Regions from separate parts of the Capsicum annuum genome. Here region 1 is linked to region 2. A link is a contact called in public Hi-C data. All regions are on one chromosome and are shown on one strand. Each heading gives the region's core, a stretch centred on a gene start, on an enhancer-like site or on the middle of the called end of the contact. The rest is flanking DNA. Distances are from core to core; before and after follow the strand shown. Region 1 holds the start of LOC107873211. Region 2 holds the start of LOC107873354 (superoxide dismutase [Fe], chloroplastic).

The links. A called contact is a pair of places that touch in the nucleus more often than the background predicts.
Region 1: a contact with region 2 is called in a Hi-C map of leaf, with 2.7 times the contacts expected there. The contact joins the promoter of LOC107873211 here to the promoter of LOC107873354 in region 2. A contact is called at or near these places in 3 of 5 Hi-C or Micro-C datasets (leaf and placenta).

The regions. Positions count from the first base shown.
Region 1 is chr6:69,183,776-69,187,879 of UCD10Xv1.1, forward strand. It overlaps LOC107873211, which reads left to right and starts at 2,706. Exons shown (of 2, transcript XM_016719967.2): 1 at 2,706-3,096. The coding sequence starts at 2,910. It overlaps LOC107873212 (a long non-coding RNA gene), which reads left to right. Exons shown (of 2, transcript XR_001675177.2): 2 at 927-1,010.
Region 2 is chr6:68,787,932-68,792,095 of UCD10Xv1.1, forward strand. It overlaps LOC107873354 (superoxide dismutase [Fe], chloroplastic), which reads right to left and starts at 1,803. Exons shown (of 8, transcript XM_047414766.1): 1 at 1,575-1,803; 2 at 1,429-1,478. The coding sequence starts at 1,626.

The sequences.
Region 1 (4,104 bases), core at 1,456-3,955, 400 kb after region 2:
AAAACATAAAACATGACAGGTGTAAAGTTGAAATTAAAGTATTAAAAAAAATAACAAAACATTTTTTTTTTTAAATGAACTAAAAGTGAAAGTAAGTCATTGGAGGAAATAACTTTTTCTTATTTTGTCATTTCCACATTCGACCAACTCTTATTTGTCGTGCAATTTAAAAGTTGGGCAATTGTCATAAATCCTAGTAGTTTAGCACCTAATTACATACAATTTCGACTGTTTTCATATTTATATAAAATCTCAATTTTTCGTTCATTATCGTGATACATAGCGAAGACTCACGATACATTACCATCCGATACATAAGTACTGATACATAACTTTTATGTATTAATGTTATAGAGATACATAAGTACCGATACATAACTTTTATGTATTAATGTTATATATCAGCAGCACAAAAAAAATTAATACATGATTTTTGTAGGTTTTCAACCAAACACATCTTTCTTATATATTTATAACCTAATATTCAGTAAGATACATAACTTTTGTACATTTGGTGGAGGATCCGTGATGTATCTTCTTATCCTTTTCTACCAAATTCATCATCTTATCTATCTCCAGACTCTCTTAACAGATACAACATCCTTATGTATTTTCATTAACATCATCTTCAACCACCACTGACGAATCTCCGAACTTCCTCCGCACTCCACCCCCAACTCTCTCTGTCGCTGTATCAGGCTATCTTCGCTAGTAAACCCTCTCCGGCAAGACACCAAATAGAACCCAACTCAGTCTCTTACACCACATTGTTATACCCTCACCCGCTTTGCCCAGTGTTGCGCTTCTTATGTATCTCGCTTCGTGTAAATCAAATAGACCTTAATTCTTATCTATCCCCCATCATCATTTGAGCTAAAATCAGGGATATTTGGGTACTCATGAAAGTGACAATGTTAATGTTTCAGATGGGTTGATGATTTAATCAACATCAGAGAAAACGAGTGATTGGTGAATAGGAGAAATAAAGAGACAAATAAGGAGGAGATGAAGATCGAGGAATACTACAGAGATGCGATTGGGATGTGAAGGGGAGAAGATGATAGGGTTTAAGTAATTATGCTAGATGATCCTTTTATAGAAAAGAAAAATTAGGGATTCATGTAATTGGTTTAAAGGATTGAAATTTTAAGTAATGGTGGTAACCTAAAGTATGGGCTTGTGTACTTTTTCCTTGAAAGTTTGGCTATTGAAAGTCACATAATTTTTTGAGAAATTTGGGATTTTTCTTTTAGTCAAACGATAAAGCTTTTTCATCAACCAAATTAGACATGCACACCAGCTAGGCAGGTGGGACTCTAGATGTAGACCTCAATACAATACTATCTAATTTAGAATGAAAGCTAACCTAGATAGGGAAGAAATTTAATTGATGTAGTAAGCTTTTGATCATGATTTTTTTTTGAAAAAAAATTATTTAAAATTTTTAAAGTTGAAGTTATATTTGGTCATAGCATTTGCAGTTAGCATTTGTAATTTAAATATATTTTAAAAAATATAAAATATTACATTTGAACATGAAATATAATTTAGATGAGATTATTTTATGAAAATAAAAATTTTAGAATTTTATTAAAATAAATAAATAAGTGAAAACAACGTCTTGGTCGTTTTTGAAATTCTAAATAAAGCTTCAAATTGTATTTGAAATTTTTATAGCCAAACAGGCAAACATTGTTTTTCAAATAAAGTGAAATAATATTTCGAGAAGAAGTTAATATTCCTCCATTTTAAAAAAAATGATCTACTTTTTTTTGGTCCGTCTAAAAGAATATAACCTTTCCTTTTTAGCAATACTTTAATTTCAACTTTTAATGTGGCATATTTAAGACTACAAGATTAAAAGACATTTTTATACATTTGACATAACTTTAATTTATAATCATAAAATTCAAAGGTCTTTTTGTTTTCTTAAATTTTATGTTAAGTCAAAACATATAGTAATTCTTTTTGAAACTGAGGAAATAATGTCCATGGCTAAACGCTCCCATAGAATGACAACGAGCCACCCTAGTATATCACCTCGTGTTCCTCGTTTGCGCGTATTGTTTGAGACCCAAATGGGATGTTAGTAACAGTTGAAGTAATTTGATTCTACTGTTGCTATATCTTAAGATGTTCCTAGTAATGATGGGTTTTAGCCTTATATAGTTCACACTAATAGGCAGAATTCAGTCAAGCCAACGACTTCAAAACGAAAAACACGTATGAAGCATCAATTATATATTATTAAAAGAAAATAGGATTCGTATTTAAATAGAAAGTCTTTATTACATAATTAGGGATAAAAAAAATAATCTTAATATCATTGAACCGATAATATATTTTCTTTTTAATTTATGATTAAATTAGTTTTTGCACGTACCTGCTTTCAAGGCTATTCTTGTTGATCACTCATTCTGCACGCGGCTTAGGAGACATCTGACCATGAAAATTTCACTTTTTTTTAAAGTTGAACTTTGAAAACACCTTAAGCCATAAAATTCTGAAAAATTATGTTCTCACTTTTTCCAAAAACAACAAAATATTTGTTCACTTTTTTCACTCAACACAAAATATTTGTTCACTTTTTTCACTCAACATACTCACAATTTTTTCCAAAAAAGAATTATTTCACGGCCAAACACAAATTTCAATTTGAAAATACTAGTATAATTTTTCAATTTAAAATTCTAATTTAATTTTTTCTATTTTTTTCACAATGAACATGATCAAAGGCCTACCTAAAAGCCCCAAAACACACGGGCCAGAATTTACAAAAGCCCAAGCCCAAATCAAAAAGCCTCTAGGCCCAAAGTTTGCACTATAAAAGGCAAAGACACCTTCTTCTGGAGGGAAAAATTCAAAATTTGAATTTGAAATCACAGAGGGGGAGAGACAGAGAGACAACAATGGCATCAAACTCAGATATGAAGAATTTTTATAAGCAAACGAAGAAGAACGGTGGAATTGCAAAGCTGTCACATTCAAAATCACCATATGCTGCTACTACTACGAAGAAATCAGAAATTCCAAAGCTCGCTACTGCTGACGGCTCTCCGGCTCTCTTTTCCAATGGATCTCCCAATTTGCAAGCTGGTTAGCGTTTTCCCTAATTTTATACGTTCATACCTTATGGAGCATTTGTTACTCTTTCCATTCCTTTTTACTTGTCATATTTTGTTTCTCAAGAGTCAAATTGCATGAACTTTGATCAATACTTTAAGATGTACTTTTTAACTTATAGTATTTTTCGTATAGCTTTTGGACATTTAGCTCTGAAAATTAGTCAAATTGACTTTTGTTAAGCGAAATGTGACAAGTAAAAAAGAAAAGGGAGGGAGGAGGGGGGGATTTTATTGTAATTTTGCATATATGTTTATGCTTTGCATCAGAAGTACTAGATTCAATGAACTCGGCTGCTATCAGTCACTGTCATTTCGCACAGAGGAATCCACAGAAAATAGATTTCTGGATTAGTTTTTCAGTGTTTGGTTGACTAAAGTAAGTTATAGGAGTATATGATATTCAGACAATACAAGCTCTAAGATAGATTATTAGGATGAGGATAGTTTCTCGGGAAAAAAATGTTAATCTATGCTGCAAAATGAATACAGTCTTCGAACCTCATATCCTGTGGATCTCTCAATTTGCAAGCTGAAATGCATTTTCCATAAGGTTATGGGTTCATTCGTAGTTTTTGTTACAATTTTAGTTAGTGTAGTTTTGCACATATATTTATGCTCTCGTAAAAGTACTAGGTTCAGATGAACGATGCTGCTATGTTGACTCTGCCACAGTCATTTAATACATAGGAATCCACGGGAAATAATTCTGTGGATTAGTTTTTCAGTATTTGGTTGGGTGTAAAGTAAGTTATATATGATATTCATATAATACAAATTAAAAGATTTTGAGTATGAGGATAGTTTTTCTGAAAAAAAAAGTATATTGTGTTGCATATTCAATACCGTATACTTTTTGGCCTCAATGTTTATTTCCCTCTTTGTTCATGATCAGATTGGAAGACCTGAAATGTGATGAGTTTGGTCTATACATGATAAATATATTTTTTCAAGAGTCGTTTTGGGTTGAAATGCCAACAAC
Region 2 (4,164 bases), core at 553-3,052:
CACTTCCAATACTGATACTGAAAACATTTGATAAGGAAAGTTCCATGCTGGAGAGGCCCAACCTGCCCAAAATAAATAAACTCACATCATTTAGGCCACAACCAAAATCATCTTTCCTTTCAGGGATCTTAAATCCCAAAAGTTGATATCTAGCATCATCTAAATGGTGGGGCGGGGATAGAATCAAACATTTTACATCATTAGAAGGTTATATACTCCTAATTCCTGAATCATAACAAAAATTAGCAATTTTGGAAACGAATCTTCTAACAAAATCCCAGTCATTATGTTTCTAAAAATATGTTTATAGGGGATTCGCCTATGCCATACAGGATTCAGCATTCGGCAGAACCAAACAACTTTTGCTCAAATTCTGTACTTAGATTTAAAAGTCCACTTAATATGTGCAAAAGCTACATATTTAGAATCCAGAACCCATAAACTTCTACGTGTCTGATTCAGTGTTGTCAAAGGTGCAGTTAAAGCGCGTTTAAGCACTGAACGCTGAAGAGAGGCTCAAAACGTGTTGAGCACTTTGTTTTGCTTAATATGCACTTCACTGTCTTCATATATTTCCTTCCCAGTGAGCCTGCCTCTCCTCTCCAGAGGAGAGGAACACTAAACAATTGATATTTCACTTTATCGTAAGAAAAAAAATTCAAATTTTTTGTCCATATATTTTTCATTCATGCTTTATAATTATTAGTCTTGTACTAAACATATATATTTGTATTTTTCGTTATCTATTTCTTTTTTTCATTAAAGCCCACACTTTATTTCCATTATGCACTTAAAGTCCCCAATGGACCTTAGGGCTTTTTTGTGCATTTTGCTTTTGATAACACTGGTTTGATTGTGATTAGCAATATAAATCTCGTATATCCAATCTGGTGGAGTAATTTCACTCCAACACCCAAACAAATAGGAGCATATAAACTCAAAAAAGGAGCTATCCGAAAGAGGAGTTTTTAATTTGTAAAGTCACCATGGGATAAGGAGGAGGCTGGAGTTCAAATTTAGCTGTTATTGTACCCGAAACAGCTTTCCTTGCAAACTGCTTCTGCCACCAGAAATATTACGGATCAAAACCACTCATTTTGCTGTTAATTTCACAAACAACCCTATATAACTTCTGTACAAATTTATGTGGCACTTTTCGCTTCTCAAGAGTCGGAACAATTTAAGTTTGATGTGAATTTGAGCATGAGATCTTCAGTTTTTTTGTGAAATAAAATTTATATATTTGTAAACTACGTAAAAAGTAATATAAGTCATAATAATTGACAATTCAAATAATTTAAAAAGATCCATGAAAAAATTACAATCAAAGATAGTCTTGTTTGAATTTTGAAATAAAAAAAGTGCCACATTAATTGGGATGAAAAGTAATTACTTAGCGCATAACAGAAGCAACTACATCAGTAATACCTTTTGGGTGCTCAATTGTACGTTCTGATTATGAGATGGCCCATGAAATCCTGCATCAAAATCAAAACTAGCTAGTCATGCTTTTTCTAAAAGGTGTCTAACATAGAGAAACTATTAAGGAGGAAAGAGAAATGTGGAAATGGAACCATGACGAGGAAGAAAAGCAGATGTAAGTGACAGTGAGTTAGCAGCAGCCATTATCAGTTCTAACTTCTGTTTACTCAAAAGTTGGGAGAACAATGGGACTTTTCTAGACTTGATTAGCTTTTGTTAATGTAATTTCTTTTTTTTTTCGGGCTCTTGTCAACGTGGCGACATAGTGAGGTGAGTGTGCTAATCTATTGTGGTGCTAGTACAAATATACTGCAGTACACGGCTCTATTCCATGTAGTACACTTCAACCAACCCTTATAGGCGCGTTTGGTTTGAGGTATTAAAGTGAATAATTTTGAAATAAAATAATAATTTTAGAATAAATTTTCTTATTATATATTTGATTGTAAATATTTGAGATAATTTATTTTGAGATTAATAATTAATTTCGAAATAAGTTATCTATCCAATTGATGAGATAACAATCCCAAGACTATTTTTCTTTGATATAAAATTATATAATGACTAAAATACCCTCAAAATCTATGATTTCATTTCACACACACATATATATATGCACTAGTATTTTAATTATGAATTTTAATAAAAGTTAAATACTTAATAATTTTGATATAAATTTTATATTTACATTAAAAACTTATTAGTAATATATAATAATTTATCAAAAATTCAAATCTAAAATTCAAAATTCTTATTCCATCATTATCTCCAATTATCCGCTTTCATTGACCCGCCTTACATAAAGAATTTCTTTTAATTCACCCATATATATACTTTTTATTTATGAATATATTATACGTTAAATTTATTTGAATAATTATTCTCTAAAAAATAATAAAAATATCAACACCATTATTGAATTACATATTTTAAATTAAATATAATCGCTTGAAAATTGATTATTATGGTATATATCAATTAAAATAAATCTTAATATATTATATGAGTGATATGTGTTTAAATGAAATGAAATAAACAATAAATCCTCTTTTACTTTAACAAACTTAAGTTGAAAATTTTTATTTCAAACTAAATAAGATGTAGTAAGTTCTTTTTAAACACATACGGCATAGTCATGGAAAGACACATACAAAAACATTAAAGCTAAATAAGATGAAAGTTTTATTTTTAAAAATAAATATTTAAAGCTTGAAAAGAAATTATATAAAAAAGAGTTAAATAAGATGGAGGGTATTTTTGTAATCACTTAATTTTTTCTTAGAAATTATACCATGCATATTACTTTGAATACAACAAATCAAATACTCAATAAAAAATAATCTCAGTATAACTAATCCCAGTATAACTTATTTTTCAACCAAACGACCCCTAAGTGTGAGGATATCGTTTAATGATACAGTATTAAATATTTTTTCACTATCTAAGAGCCCGTTTGGCCATGAATTTTTATTTTTTTTTTGGAAAATTTTTCCGGAGTTGAAAATTGTGGTGTTTGGCGATGAAAATTCAGAAAATAATTCTGAATTTTTTTTTTTTAAAAAGGGAAAATAGGTTTTTGGTGTTTTCACAATTTTTCAATTCCAACTTTTATTATTATAACCCCAATCTTTTACATAAAACTCTCCTTATAACATTACTTTTTAAATATTACAAGATAATTATAATTTCAAACTTAATGCTATCCTAATTAATATATATCTTTTTTTCTGTCTCATCATTATTTCTCTCCCTTATTTAATTTTCTCCCTTATTTAAAACATTATTTTACTGTTAATAGTCCTAATTAATATAAAAATAATAATAATTTTTTATTGTAATACGGACGTTTAAAGAATTATATTCGTGTAATTAATAATGGATAATCGTTTTCTATATTTATGGAATAAATAAAGTTGTAGCAGATTAGTTTACCACTGCCACAAATTATTCTCATTTTTAATTTGAATATATATATTATATTGTGTACATCTTTATTATACTATTCAAATATAAATAGTTTATACCATATATATGCTAAAAATATAAATCGGTGATACATATATTTCATAAAAAAATATGTCCAATTTAACAAATTTATACCTTAAACTGCAACTGCTACCTTTATATACCATAAGACTTGGTATCTTTATACACAAAGTATTATATTTATACCCATAAATATATAAAGTATTATATTTATAAATGAAATATACAAAGTATGTTAAATATAATGTTTATACCATGTATATATCATATACACACATATATAAATATATAAAGTATTAAGAAACATACTAAGCATATTTATAACATAAATATACAACGTATGTTATATATGAAGTTTATATCATGTATATATCATATACACACATATATAAATATACAAAGTATAAAAAGACATGAATATGCCATAAATATGCAAAGTATGTTTTACATAGAAATAATTTATTCACACACAGTAAAATCTTTCATGTATAAGAAAATTAATAAAATAAATTAGCGGCACACTAAAATTTAATAACAAATCATCATTTCCTATTTTGTAAGAACAAAAAATAAAGAAAAGAAATTAAATAAATTCCTAAAAAAATAAATTTGTTTGAAAGATAATATTTGTTACCTAAAAAATAGGAAGCAGTGATCTATTAATATAACATCCATATTTAAAATTTTCAAATATGA